Regions from separate parts of the Mus musculus genome. Here all the other regions are linked to region 1. A link is a contact called in public Micro-C data. All regions are on one chromosome and are shown on one strand. Each heading gives the region's core, a stretch centred on a gene start, on an enhancer-like site or on the middle of the called end of the contact. The rest is flanking DNA. Distances are from core to core; before and after follow the strand shown. Region 1 holds the start of Dll4 (delta like canonical Notch ligand 4). Region 2 holds the start of Ankrd63 (ankyrin repeat domain 63). Region 3 holds the start of Pak6 (p21 (RAC1) activated kinase 6).

Region 1 (4,929 bases), core at 105-2,604:
GTCCGACCATAGCCAGCAATCACCACGCGGGAGGGCTGACAGCTGAAGCCACAGGGCCCCCACCGCTCTCACTGTAGGAGAGAGAGAGAGAGAGAGAGAGAGAGAGAGAGAGAGAGAGAGAGAGAGAGAGAGAGAGAGAGAGAGAGAGAGAGAGAGAGAGAGAGAGAGAGAGAGAAATCTAGCACCCCCCAAAACTGGGAGAAGCCAGCCCTCCCCGGTCTGCAGCCTCGGGGGAGCACGACGGGTTCTGGGAAAGCAGCTGCAGGGTTTGCGCTCGGAGGCCACCCGGGAGAGGCGCGCGTGTGACATGGGTGAAACCACCCGAAACTCAAACAACTCTATGCGCCTCCAGTTCCACCCTACATCCTGCCCTATGCAGAGAGATCTAGACCTGATCAGCCTCAAGCTCTCTCACCTTGCCTCTCAAGTGGCCCAAGGAAATTCTGGAATTAAGAAAGTTTCCTCCCTACTCCAGCGGAGCTAGGGGACGCGGGTGGGGGCCAGGATGAGGATATGGAGACCAAGCGCGACCCAGGTGAGATAGGCACTGAGGGAAAAGACTAGAACCTCATTACCATACAGCTGAGGACCCCCCCCCCACTTCGAGAACCACGCCCCCCACCTCTCTTTCGAACCTCTAGTCCTGGCTCTAGCACGAGCCAGGAGGGAGTGGGGGTGGGGGACAAAGAGAGAAGGCACGCGCTGGGCACGCCCTGCTGCTTGAGGTGACACGCCTACCAGGTGCAGAGAAGACCAGAGTCCTAGACGCTTGGCCCTTTGCCTTGCTTGGAATAGCCAGGGAAAGGTTAAGGCGTCGGATGGCTTCCCTGCGGTGCTGGGGACGCGTGGAGGGTGGGCACACATAGGCTGGAGGCCAGCGAGGCAGGAGCTACCTAAAGTCTGGAAAGGAAAGGGAGATCCAAATCCCCTGGTCCTGCTTTTTGCTTTCCTAGTTTAAGCTTTCCCCACCTGCTAGAGGACTGTAGGTATCTAATGCCTGGATCAGGTGCACCGCCTACGGGGACCCCTTAGAGTTTCCACCCCCTGGACCATTCGGGAACCACCTCACCTCCCGCCGCATCACTGGGCTACCCTCCTATCCTCTGGTGGCGAGGGTCTCAGCCTTTAAGCAGACGATCTCTAAGGACTGCTCGCCGGGCACGCGCAGAGCTGGAAGCCCAGAAGTTGGAAGAGGGGCGGGGACCTGCGCCCTACTGGCTGGCTGACAGGGGGAGCGGCGGGGGCGGAGGCCCCCTCCGGTGGGTGCTGGGACTGTAGCCACTAGAGGCCTGGAGGGGAGGGGAGAGTGACCGTGAGTCTGTCTGACTGACAGGCTGCGAAGAGCAGCCAATATATATAAGAAAGGCTCTGGAGCAAGCAGGTTTCAGTAGCGGCGCTGCTCGCAGGCTAGGAACCCGAGGCCAAGAGCTGCAGCCAAAGTCACTTGGGTGCAGTGTACTCCCTCACTAGCCCGCTCGAGACCCTAGGATTTGCTCCAGGACACGTACTTAGAGCAGCCACCGCCCAGTCGCCCTCACCTGGATTACCTACCGAGGCATCGAGCAGCGGAGTTTTTGAGAAGGCGACAAGGGAGCAGCGTCCCGAGGGGAATCAGCTTTTCAGGAACTCGGCTGGCAGACGGGACTTGCGGGAGAGCGACATCCCTAACAAGCAGATTCGGAGTCCCGGAGTGGAGAGGACACCCCAAGGGATGACGCCTGCGTCCCGGAGCGCCTGTCGCTGGGCGCTACTGCTGCTGGCGGTACTGTGGCCGCAGGTAATGTCTCACGTCCTCTCCGCCCCCTCCCGCAGCGCTCCGGGCTTGCGCCCCGGCCCCGGCTGAGCCTGACCGCTCTCCTCCCTCCTTCTCTCGGTCCCTGTGCAGCAGCGCGCTGCGGGCTCCGGCATCTTCCAGCTGCGGCTGCAGGAGTTCGTCAACCAGCGCGGTATGCTGGCCAATGGGCAGTCCTGCGAACCGGGCTGCCGGACTTTCTTCCGCATCTGCCTTAAGCACTTCCAGGCAACCTTCTCCGAGGGACCCTGCACCTTTGGCAATGTCTCCACGCCGGTATTGGGCACCAACTCCTTCGTCGTCAGGGACAAGAATAGCGGCAGTGGTCGCAACCCTCTGCAGTTGCCCTTCAATTTCACCTGGCCGGTAAGCACAACTTAAATGCACCGGGAGATAACCGAAGGGAAAGAAGGGAGCGCCGGGACACCAGAGCTCCTTTCCAAAGCGCTCTCTGGAGAGCCCCAAGGGCTCTTTCTCTTCTGCCCCCGCCCCCCTGTTCTCTCATAGGATCATCCCGGAGAGGCTTTGGTTAGTCTTTCCTCCCAGTTTCTTCCCTTTCCTTCTCCCCAATTCTTGGGATACGAATTTCATTACCAAACCCCCAACGCGGCGCCGCCCGCCCACCCCCCGGCTCTCACTTACACTCCCGCATCCCTCATCCCTCCCCTGCCTTCTCAGCTCGCGCGCAGCGCTGCGCGAACACCAGTTATGTTGAGCCGAGCTCCGTAACTATATCCTGCAATTAGATTAATTAAACAGGCTGCTGCGAGGCACCCCCTCCTTTCCCTCCCTGCTGATATCGCTATCTCTAATGTCCCCCACCCCCCCTTTTGCTTCCCAGGGAACCTTCTCACTCAACATCCAAGCTTGGCACACACCGGGAGACGACCTGCGGCCAGGTGAGTATCTAACTTCTCGGCCACAGGGGGGCGACATCACACAGCGCCGAAAGAGTTAACCAGTTATAGGCGGGGGTGGGGGTTGGGGACGCAGGCTTGGGGGGTGGGGGCCAGGACGCTTAGCTTGGCCGGAGCTGCGCCCCGCGCTGGACGCTCGGATTCCGCTCGCTGCCTGGACTCAGAGCACAATTGCGTTTCCTGCGGGTTATTTTTGGCGTGGGAACGCGGGGAGCACGGCGGTGAGAAAGGCCGAGGCTGCCAGCGCCGCTGACGGGCCTCTTCCTGTATTTTACACCTTTTGCGAATTCCGCTCCTTTGGAAAGGGAATAATGGCTTTGGGATGTTGTTCTGACACAGAGGAAAAGGATATTTCACCAGCACAACAATTCTCACTTTGAAAAGGAAAAAGAAAAACCATTACCTACGTCTAGAACAGAACCCCTTGCTCCCAGTTCTCGAACCAGAAAACTTCCCCCTTTAAATTTTTTCTTTTTTTCCATTTTGACCTCTTTTCCTCTTTCCCCTCCGTATCTGCCTCCACAACCCTAGGATATCTTAACATCCGTCCATTGTACCCTTTTTTGAATGCTATCAAGCCCCCTGCACATGCACACACCCAGGGAGACTAAGTAGCAAGATTCTGGGACCCTCTGGCCTGTGCTTACTTGCAGGTAGAGTTAATCTAGATAATTAGAGTGTGAACTGACCACCATAGTCACAACTAAAGAGAGAGTTGGCAGCAGTCAACTCTCTCTGAATCAGGTTGGCTTTCTGAATCAGGTTCTCTGACCAAAGCCTCTTTCTGCAGAGACTTCGCCAGGAAACTCTCTCATCAGCCAAATCATCATCCAAGGCTCTCTTGCTGTGGGTAAGATTTGGCGAACAGACGAGCAAAATGACACCCTCACCAGACTGAGCTACTCTTACCGGGTCATCTGCAGTGACAACTACTATGGAGAGAGCTGTTCTCGCCTATGCAAGAAGCGCGATGACCACTTCGGACATTATGAGTGCCAGCCAGATGGCAGCCTGTCCTGCCTGCCGGGCTGGACTGGGAAGTACTGTGACCAGCGTAAGTAGCCAGGCCCCCTGTGAGAATAGAAGGGATGGGATTTTCCCAAGAAAGCACTCAGAATGGGTCTGTGCTGGGTCTCAGGACCAGCTGGGGATGCTGTACTGTACCCTTAGTCTCAGAGCCTCCTCCGCAGTGCTTAAGCCTACAGGGTCCTTATTCTTCATCCCATGCAGTGTGATGTTCTCCCACCCCCTCGTCCCCTGGTCCCCTTTAAGATAACCATGGCTCCTCTTGGAGGCCAAGAGCAGGAAGTGAGCCCAGGGGAGCAGGAGAGGAGGTTGAAGCTTCAGAGTCCATGGTACCACAACCTCATCCAGCCCAATTTCTTTTCCTTAGCTATATGTCTTTCTGGCTGTCATGAGCAGAATGGTTACTGCAGCAAGCCAGATGAGTGCATGTAAGTGGGGACAGGAAACGGGAGTAGGGGGGCTCTCCCTTGTGAGCAGGTCTCCCATCTTACACTGGGCTCCCCTCTTGTCTTAACAGCTGCCGTCCAGGTTGGCAGGGTCGCCTGTGCAATGAATGTATCCCCCACAATGGCTGTCGTCATGGCACCTGCAGCATCCCCTGGCAGTGTGCCTGCGATGAGGGATGGGGAGGTCTGTTTTGTGACCAAGGTGAGTAAGGGAAGGAGAGATGGGGTGGCAGGGCCTGAAACTAGAGATGGTGACTGGACACCTTTCTTGGTGGTCAGTAACTGACTTTCCTATTATTCTATTATTGTTCAAGGACAAGTCTCAGGACTTGTCTATGTGCACATGTGTGTGTGTGGTGTGTGTGTGTGTGTGTGAGGTATTAGGAATGGAACTCAGGGTCTCTAACATACTAGGCAAGCACTCCACCTGTGAGCTCTACCCCAGTCCACTCACTGCTTTTAAAGGCTCTTTACAACTGACCTAAAATGGGATGGTGGGACATTCTTCTCCACATCCTAAAGAGCCAGGATGACTAAAGAGGCCAGGGGTAACAGCTTGGCAGCCTGCAGCTCATACTCATAAATTCTAGCAAGACTAAAGAGAAAGGGAAGGTTAGCGCTGTTCCTCTTTCTGCCTTGTAGTTACCTATTAACCCCCTGAGTGTTTGCTCACCTTCCAAGGCTCTCCCCTAAACAGCTGTCTGGTGGGGTGTGCCCACTGGCTGCCCTGGGCTGTAGCCAATCCAGG
Region 2 (4,433 bases), core at 238-2,737, 620 kb before region 1:
GCCGACCGGGGCTTGCATTAAGGCCAGTGGCGCTCCCTCCAGCACCTCCTGCGAACGCCACCGCCCACTCCCCGAAGACTGGGGTGAGTTTGGTCGAGCCATCAGAGCTCCTGCCCTAAGGCGTGCTGTCTCCTCCTCGGTCATGGTACCCAGAGCTAGGCTCATGCTCCGGCCCAACTCTGGTCTCTCATTGCCTTGTGCCCTATAACGGACCGAGCCCTTGCCAGCAGAGGCAAGCTCGCCTCCGTGGCCGTGGCCATGGCCGTGACCGTGACCGTGGCCGCCGGCAGCTCGCGCAAACCGTGCCAAAAGAGGGCGCGGTAAACGACGGGGACTGGGTCGTCGCCGCTCTGGGCTGGGCGCCGGGGCAGGGTGGCCAGGGGGACTGTCGGAGTTGGAACCCCGGGCCGCTGCCGCAGCGGCTGCCCGACCCCAAGGCCCGGTGAGGGCTTGCACACAGGTCCCGTGGCCGCGGGAGGCAGCCAGCTGCAGTGCGGTGAGGCCCGCCCGGTTGGTGCGGTCAAGGCGTAAGCCCAGGCGGCGGAAAGAGCGCACCAAGAACTCCAGCACCGCCCCGTGGCCGCACGCCGCCGCCCACATCACCGGGCTGTTGCCCGCCGAGTCCGTCGCCTCCGGATCGCCGCTGAACTGCACCAGGAGCTGCACGGCGTCTAAGTGGCCTCGCTCGCAGGCCAGGCTGAGTGCAGTGCGGCCCCGCTCGTCCCGCAGGTTCACGGCTGCACCTTGCTCCAGCAGCAGTCGCACGAAGCGCGAGCGCATCGCGGGGTCCGGCAGCCCCACGGCCACCATAAGCGGCGTCCGGCCCTGCTCTGCGCGGCAGTCGATGATGCTGCGGTCCAGCGCGTCCAGCACGAAACGGGCCAAGTGCACTTTGCCGGCCTGCATGGCCTCAAGGAAGGTGCGCGTCCCCGCTCGGGGACACAGGTCCTTGGGCTTGAGCATGGCTCCGGCCGCCGCGCCCCGGAAGTCCGACGCACGGGGGCGCCCCTGTTCCCTCACCCCACGGGGCTACGGCCCCGGCCCGGACACCGGTACCGCTCTTTCCAAGCGGCGTGTAGGTGGCTGCAACCAAGTGTCCTGCAGTTCCCGCTCAGGTCTCCCTACCGCTCGGCTGCCTCGCCGCTCCCAGGGCGTCTTGCTTTTCCTCCCTGGCCCCCCACGCCTGGAGGTGTGGGCTGCTGGCTGCTTCGACTCCCGCTCAAGCTCCAAGCTCGGCCTCCTCAACTCTTGGGCCCTCTTCCCTGTATCCGACGCCCCTTGGTCCCTCGTGGCTTGGAGCAACGCCACTCACCCGCACCCCGGGCAGCCCCTGCTCCCCTGTTGAGCGGGTGGCTCCCGCCTGGCGCGCCTGCCTCCTGCCTCGGCGGGGAGCGCCGCTCCTCCAGCTCCCAGAGCCTCTCCCCGCCTCCTCCTTTCTTGCGGGGGCCGGGACGCTTGCTTTTTTACTTGGGGGGCTCGGCGGCTCCTGAGGTGCCCGACGCCTAGATACCTGGCTTTATAGCTTCAGGGGTCTCCATGGCAATGGCTGCTCTGGAAGCAGACTGCACCTTCGGGGCAGAGACGGACAGGGCAAGGGAGACCGCCCCTGACCCCCACCCCTTCGTGGGCCACGAAGTTGGGGAGCGGCTCCTCCTCCGCGCTCCCCTGGGAATGCGGCGGCGGTTGCGGGGCGGGGGTGGAGGCTGCTCGCCGGGGGCCACATGCACCCGGCGGGGCCAATCCTAAAGTCTCAGTCATCTTTCCCCGCCCCCCGCCTCCGCCGGAATCGGTAGCCTCCGCTGCTTAGAAACTGGCGGGAGCTCCTGCCATCGGTTTTAGGTTAAAGGGACTGGGACCCCACGAGGACAGGACTGGACAGTGCACCAGCTTGAGGTGGGCAAGAGACAGAGGAAAAGTAATTTGGGGTATGAGGCATTTGTGCTCCGGACTGAGGGCGCTCAGTCTGGCTGATAACTGCCATCTAAAGTGCAGCGAATCACAGCCACACACAATTGTGCCTCCCGCACGCGCTCACTCAGAGAAGGGCGGGGGTGCATTCTCCAATCTCAGACGTCTCCAAACCTGACAGCGCGCCCGCGTGCCAGCTCCACGGTTGATCGGTCGCTGTGGAGCAAGTTGACTTAGACACTGGCCGCTCTGACCCAGGGCAGGTGCCTTAGGACCCGAGAGTATGCAGGCATTTGGACTTCCCAGGCACTACCTCCTATCTCCTCAAAGATGGGCTAGTTAGGGTCTAGGAAAGGACAAAAGACACAAGCAAGAATTCCCTGACAGGGCTGGGTTCTCTTGAGCACAAAACCATCTTTAGGCCACAGAGCGCTAGACCTGGCCCCTACAGAAAGGAGACAGCCTGAGATTTTTTTTTTTTTTCAATCAGATGTGTGGAAAACCTACTTCCTTTGGACAATCAGCTCATGGGCGCTAGAGACGGGGAATACTGAAGGCCTAGCAGAGTCTTACAATGAGTGCCCCACAAGCTCCCAGGACTAGAGAAAGGGCTTGAGAATAGTTGAAATGGAGTTTATTTGTAGAATAAGTGAAGAGCTAGGGACTTTTCGCAGCTGGTCGAGTATTTGCCCAGTATACACGAAACGATTGGTTTGATTCATTCCCAGGATGAAGCCAGGTGTGGTGCTATAAGCTAACAACCCAGCACTTGAGAGATGGAGGCAGGAGGCTCAGAAGTTCCAAGATCATCCTCAGCTACAGTTAGGTTGAGGCCAGCCTGGGCTACATGAGACCCTATGGTTGTGTTTCCAGCAATGGGAAACACAGATGCACAAACTGAATGAATGAGACTTGTCTTCTCAGTCAGGAAGACGAACCCAGGACTGAGAACATCTGCTAAATGCAAACTCAAAACAGCCATTGGATGGAAGGACAAATGATGGGAAGGAGAGGGAACTAAGATCCTCTGAAGGCAACAGCAGAGTTAGTCCTTTAAGGATGAGAGACGCAGGCTAAGAAACAAGGAAGACGGCCAGGCAGAGGGGTTACAGGGACAAAGGCACCCAACAGACACAATGTGGAGGGTTGTGTTCAGGGGTCCTATGCTGTAAGAGAAAGGAAGTCCAGTGAAGAATGGAGGGGGTGTCCAGTCTGGTTGCTTTGCGGGACACGCCTGAGGATTCTGTGAGGAGTGCTCTGCCCCGGGGAGCAGGGGCTGGGGAGGCCCCGGAGCATCTGTGTCTTCTGGACTACCTAGGCTCCAGGATGGCCTAGGAGTGGATTCGGGCTAGACCATACAACAGGGACTCATGCTCCCCTTTGTCCTGTGAGGCATATTACTAAGTGCACAGTCGGTGAACTGAGCCCCCACGCATTTCTTGGCAGGAGAGTTAGGTCTCAGCCTGTGTCATACACTGGCAGTGTCAACCCAGGCCTGCACAGTCCCATCTGTGCAGAGGGAGCAGAGACAGAAACTCCGCCTGCACCACACAGGGTCAGGAGCCAGTTGGAGAAGCACCATTTAGAGGGACCTCAAAGTCCGTCCCATCAGCATCCAGGTGACACTCTCCACTCCCAGGAAGGTGACAGGCATGCTCCCACTCCTTAAGCAGAAGAAAGGCTTTTGTCCTTTTAGGACTCAGTTTTCCCTGTTTTCATCGTGAGAGAAAAATGCTTTCTTCCCTTTTTTTTTTTTCTGCCTTTGGGATCAAGAGGAAGGCTAGGCTGTGCACCTCCATGAAAAAAAGCATCAAGCCTCCCCCACCTCCCCAGCCCCTCTTCCCAAGTGCCTCCCTGAACCAGCTCAGCTTTGCCTGTGCCCCTGTTGCCTATGGTGGAAGGAAACAATGTATTTGGGGGTGGGGTGTAGTGGGAAAATTGGTCAAGTCTTCAGAGCCTCACTCTGGTCTGTGCTGAGTTCCCAGATGGGCAGTGAGTCCCAGGTTTCAGAACCTAGAGCCTTTGCTCTGACTTTCTACCCTTGGCTCACTATGTTCTGAACAGAAAAGAAACAGCAAAAGCTGGGGGGAGAAAAAAAAACCCAGAGATTTCACTGTGGAGCACAGAGGCTCCAACAGCCGGAATTAGAAGCTGTCGCTTAGGGAGCTGAAGGCTGACAGGAGAAGGAGCTATACAGGCAGGGGGCAGGCAGGCGCTTCACACTCCTCCCTCCACCCGCCCAGCTTCTCCTCCTGCAGGCCCCAGGCTGGCAAAAGGGCTTCCTCCCAGAGGTGCCTCAGTGTGCAAGTCTGTCTGTCTGTAACTGCCCCTCCCGCCCCCTCCTTTCCTCTTCAAGTGTCACCAGCCCCCTCACCCTGTCACATTGTACTTGCTAGCTCCTGAGGGTTGAGCCTAGTGGCACGTGCCTTGGAGCTGCAGGGAGCTGGGAGGGGGGTGAGTGCAAGGGGGGTGGGGTGAGTCAGCAGAGGATCTGCTACTGAGTCAACCATGGGGCTCCTGAGGGG
Region 3 (4,543 bases), core at 1,250-3,749, 660 kb before region 1:
CTGGAAGAGCGGCTGGTGCTCTTAACCATTGAGGTATCTTTCCACCCCTTCTTGCTTATTTTTAAACAGGTATTTTTAAAAGTAGAAAAATATGTTCAGTGAAAATTTCAGATAATGGAAAAGTTAAAATTTTAAAGAAAGTAGAAGGTTCACCAGACCCCCCTCTCAACGTGACAGCAGAGTTAGAAACAGGTATAGAAATAGCTTATGCTTTTCAGTGAACTGGAGAAGATGATTTCTATTGTCTTGCAGGATGTGGCGTCATCTCTCTCTGGTGTCAGTGCCATTCTTCCCCCACAGAGAAACAGATACAAATTTTAATTCTTATTTTATCATTACGTGTATGTGCGTGTGTGCACATGCATGTGCATGAATGCCAAAATGCACATGTGGGGGTCAGAGGACAACTTCTCTCCCTCCACCATGGGCTCCAGCGTTCTAACTCAGGTTGTCGGGTTCAAGTGGCTGCCCTTTTACCCACTGAGCCATCTTGCTGACCTGACTCCATCCTTGGTCAGGGTCCAGCAGTTATTTGGCTGCATAAGAAAGTACCATCTGATATTAGTCAGTCCCCGATTTGTGAGCTTTCTATGGCTTCCATTTTTTCTGATCATAAACAATACTAATATATATGGAGAGAGAGAGAGATATCAGATTCGATGTAGGCCTAGAATGCTTTACATAGCCTAGGCTATCCTCAAACTAACAGTAACCCTCCTACCTTAGCCCCCCCCCCTCCAGTGCTGGAATTACAGGTGTGATCCACCATAAATTTGCTTCTGACTTAACTTGCTTCTGTCTGCTTTTAGAGCCTACGTGGACCGTTTATAATTGTTTCCTCACGATGTTATTTTGAAGGGCAAAAAGGAAAGACAGAGTTCTCTAAAACTGCCTACCTAGTTCAAGGGAAGACGTTTCCTGTTGGCCCCTGAGTGACGTTTGTATGTGGATTTTGATGTCCCTCTTGTTGGACACTGATGTTGTCCCTGTGTGCAGTCTGAGACCTTTGCACAGGCAGTGACTGGGAGTCCTGGTTTTAGAAGATTAGCTTGGTGACTAGGTAGATAAGAATGAGCAATAAATGACATAGGCCAACGGAGAAGAATGCTGATGTTTACCAAGCTCTCGGATGGACAGTCCCTGGCCGGGCAGCTTTGTCTACGGAATTCCCATAATCCTGGGAGGCAGGTGAAATTGTTTCCATTTTATAGATGATGACACTGAGGTTCAGTTGATTAAACAGCAGGCCAGAGTCACTCAATTAGTGAACAATAGAGCTGAGATGTGAGCTCAAGACTGAAAATTCAGAGCTCAGGGAGTTAGCCACATTTTAAGAATGAATGTTCAAAAGTGATGTGAATACTTTAGTGCCCCCTTGGGTAGTTAGAATCAGAAGACTTCTAGCTTTCTCGTGGCAGTACTTGTGGGTCTAGGAACACGTGGTGGGCAGTGTGGGCTGGACTGTTCACAATGGGGCAGCTACCACATAGGTTTGAGGTCAGCCTTCAGCAGAGTTTAGAGGAAGCCACAGAGAGATTATGGAATGATGCCTGGGAAAAGGGAAAAGGCAAACAATTGGCTAAGACGGGAATTTGGGCACTTCCCAGATGGACATGAGAGAAAATGACCAGTGAAGGAGGCAGGAGGCTCAAGACAGTGAGGGAGGGGCCATGCTTACGGAGTGCTCTTCAGGGAACCAGCAGGTGGGCATCCTGAGTCTCCTTTCCTCCCATGCAACTGTTTCTAGTTGTGGGAGGGGCGATGCTGGAGCAGGGGAGAACAGAAAGATGGTACCCACAGAGCTGAGTACCCCACCCTCCATCCTCACCCTTTTTGCCCTTTAGGACAAAACCAGATGAGAACGTGCAGCCCAGGTGTGGCCACGCCTGCCAGGGCTGAGACCCACAGCTGCAAACCTGGGGCGCGGATGGGAAGGGGGTTAGGCTTGGCTGTGAGCCAAGAAGGTCTGGTTTCTGGGGAACAACGGTGAGGTGAACTACAGTAGGCTCCTCTGAATCCCACCCCTCAGTCTTTTCTCTCCCTCCTCCCCCTCAGCAAAGGAAAGCAGTAAGAAACGTGTTTTTTTATAAATAGCTCCAGCCCCAGCTGATTTGTAAATTCAGTGGGTTTTTTTGTGTCAATGACATCACCCTCCTCCCCATGGCAACCCCCGACGATATCAAAATTGCCAGGCAACGTTGGAGCTGCTCGCGCCCTACAGGAGCAGGTCGCTGCCTGAGATTCTAATGGAGAAATCCCAAAGTGAGCTGGGGTGCACGGTGGAGGAGGGGTGCGCCGCGGCCGGGGCTGCCGGGCCCTGATCGATTGACCAGAGGAAGGCGGGAGCGGTTGTCGCTTGCTCCGCAGCTTGAACACACCGGGGGCTCCACGGCCAGCTCTTCCTGACAGCAGCGGCAGACCACAGCAGGTGGGGGGAGGGCACTGCTCGGTTCCTGACATGCCGGGAGCAGCAAGCAGCCATCCAGGTGACTAAGCCGGCCCACCGCCACTGAGTCACCCACCCACCCTGGCTTTTCTTCCTTCCCCCTTTGCATCTGATTATTTGGGGAGCTGAAAACTTGGAGGTGTCCCTGAGGCCCGCCCCTTCTAACTCTCCCCGCCCTACCTCGGCTTGGAGGAAAATGGAACTCGCCCGGAAGCTGCCACTACCCCCTAAGGACATGGAAGGCACGGAGGGAGCCAGAGGTGCCCATGGAGAGACCTCGGCTGGCAGAATACAATAGCAGACATGGTGTTCGGGCTGCCCGTGTGTCCTCTGAAGGTTCTGGGAGAGAAGGGGAGTCTAGTCCACACCGACTGGAGTCCTTCTGGGCTGCCTTTGCGCTCACCTCTCAAGGGGATCTTTCTGTAAAAGGAAACGTGTGGCTTCCAGGGTCACTGGTATTTGGAGAGCAAGACTGGATTGGCATAGGCAGGCCTGTGCAGGTAGGTGGCTCTGTACTGGGTGTGGACCCACGTGTGTGAGAGGGTGAGGGTGTGTCACAGTGCGTATGCGCCCAGCCAGATCTGAGGACAGCCGCTGGTCAGCAGAGAGCTGGGATGGGGACCTGACAGGGGTTGATTCTGATCGATGCTGGGCCAGCCTAGTCTTGAGTGCATGTTGGGGAGAAGGGACAGCAAACACGTGGCCTGAGCAGACAGAAGGACAGCTGCCTGCTCGGGCAGGCCCAAGCCCTGGCTGGGACCACAGGACAGAGACGTGGCCAGATGCCAAGGTAGGACGTGGTCCTGAGGCCTGGCCAAGTGTTAGGAACTAAACTAATAGGCATGGGTGTGCAGGTTCATCTCTTGTCTTCCTGACAGCCCTGAGTGCCCAGAGAACACCTTTCTAACAAGGATCTTATCACTCTCCCAGGCAGAGCTGTTCAGCTCCTATGTGTGTCCCTGCTGAGCTCAAAGACACATCCAATGAGCAGGCTACAGGCCGGGGCTCGGCTGGGGGCCACCCTGAAACCCCCTTTCAGGCATGCCCCTATGTGTGACAGGCAGAGGGGTGTGGGCCCCCTACCTCCTCCACACAACTGGCAGGCTTTTAGGCACATTGGTGAGTAAGCTGCCGCAGGCAGGGAGGTTGTGCCCACAGAGATGAGATGACACCAATCAGGGACCTTCTGGGGAAAAGCGGCTGAAAGAGAAAATCACCGGGGTCTTTCTTTTTCTTTCTTTTTTTTTTTTTGCCTAAAGGTAGCACCAAGCTTCTGGGCTCCAGACAAGCACCAGCCTACAGTGGGAGAGGGTGAGGCCCAGCTGCCCAGAAGGAGTGCCAAGGTAAGGTCTCCACTGTGGCAGCAGGTTCTGGATTCTTGAGCTGGGGACAGGGTATCCATTTATTGAGGCCACTCCTCACCTAGGCCAGAGAAGCTAACTCCGTGTTCACAAAAAAAAAAAAACAAACAAAAAAACCAAAAAACCAAAAACTGTGAGCTCTTGGACTAAGGATCCCTGAGGTGACCTGACTGTTGGCCACCCCCTCTTCAGGTAGATTTTGAAACAGCTCGGTGGAAACCAGTTTCTGGCTCTGGGCTTGTTTCTACAGTCCCTGCCTTTGCTTCCTGCTCCTGCCAGACCAAGCGAGGGCCACCAGCACTTCTTCCAAGAAGCCCTTCTCACCTGCCCCTCATGTAGTCATTCTGCAAATATTTATGGTGCGTCCTCTGCCTACTGGGCTCCAGCCCCCACTGGTGCCCTTTCCCTGAACTTAACCTGGCAGACTCTGACTCTGAAAGTCAGCATGAGGCCAGGGCCAGGGGCCTGCCTGGGGGCAAGCTAGTGCTACCCTTAGTCTTGCTTGGGCTTACCACTTCTGCTCAGGATTCTGGGCTGGTGGGCTTCATCAGGCCCCAGGAACTCAAGTCCATGCCCCAGGGAGCAAGGTTAGTGCAGTGTAGCCACTGGTGTAGAATGCCAAGGTCAGAAAATGTTGCATTCCTTCCGGGGAGACAGGGGTGTCTTTCCCTAAGTTGGTTCTGATGAAAACTGAGTTCCCAGGGTGGGCTTGGGAGCTCACCTAGTTAGGATTGGG

What was found. A called contact is a pair of places that touch in the nucleus more often than the background predicts.
Region 2: a contact with region 1 is called in a Micro-C map of embryonic stem cells, with 5 times the contacts expected there. The contact joins the promoter of Ankrd63 here to the promoter of Dll4 in region 1. A contact is called at or near these places in 3 of 39 promoter capture datasets (all in embryonic stem cells), 8 of 484 Hi-C or Micro-C datasets (all in embryonic stem cells) and 4 of 115 datasets of contacts at active chromatin or transcription factors (embryonic stem cells, microglia and pancreatic cancer cells).
Region 3: a Micro-C map of embryonic stem cells shows a contact between it and region 1, with 5 times the contacts expected there. The contact joins the promoter of Pak6 here to the promoter of Dll4 in region 1. A contact is called at or near these places in 1 of 39 promoter capture datasets (pre-B cells), 2 of 484 Hi-C or Micro-C datasets (both in embryonic stem cells) and 1 of 115 datasets of contacts at active chromatin or transcription factors (pancreatic cancer cells).

What each region holds. Positions count from the first base shown.
Region 1 is chr2:119,324,430-119,329,358 of GRCm38.p6, forward strand. Dll4 (delta like canonical Notch ligand 4) reads left to right here and starts at 1,355. Exons shown (of 11, transcript NM_019454.3): 1 at 1,355-1,777; 2 at 1,886-2,158; 3 at 2,634-2,691; 4 at 3,500-3,763; 5 at 4,103-4,163; 6 at 4,253-4,383. The coding sequence starts at 1,712. It overlaps Gm14207 (predicted gene 14207), which reads right to left and starts at 1,768. Exons shown (of 4, transcript NR_030683.1): 1 at 1,552-1,768; 2 at 739-900; 3 at 416-547.
Region 2 is chr2:118,702,476-118,706,908 of GRCm38.p6, forward strand. It overlaps Ankrd63 (ankyrin repeat domain 63), which reads right to left and starts at 1,488. Exons shown (of 1, transcript NM_001081971.1): 1 at 1-1,488. The coding sequence starts at 963. It also overlaps a transcript of Plcb2 not described here.
Region 3 is chr2:118,661,078-118,665,620 of GRCm38.p6, forward strand. Pak6 (p21 (RAC1) activated kinase 6) reads left to right here and starts at 2,500. Exons shown (of 11, transcript NM_001033254.3): 1 at 2,500-2,946; 2 at 3,706-3,789.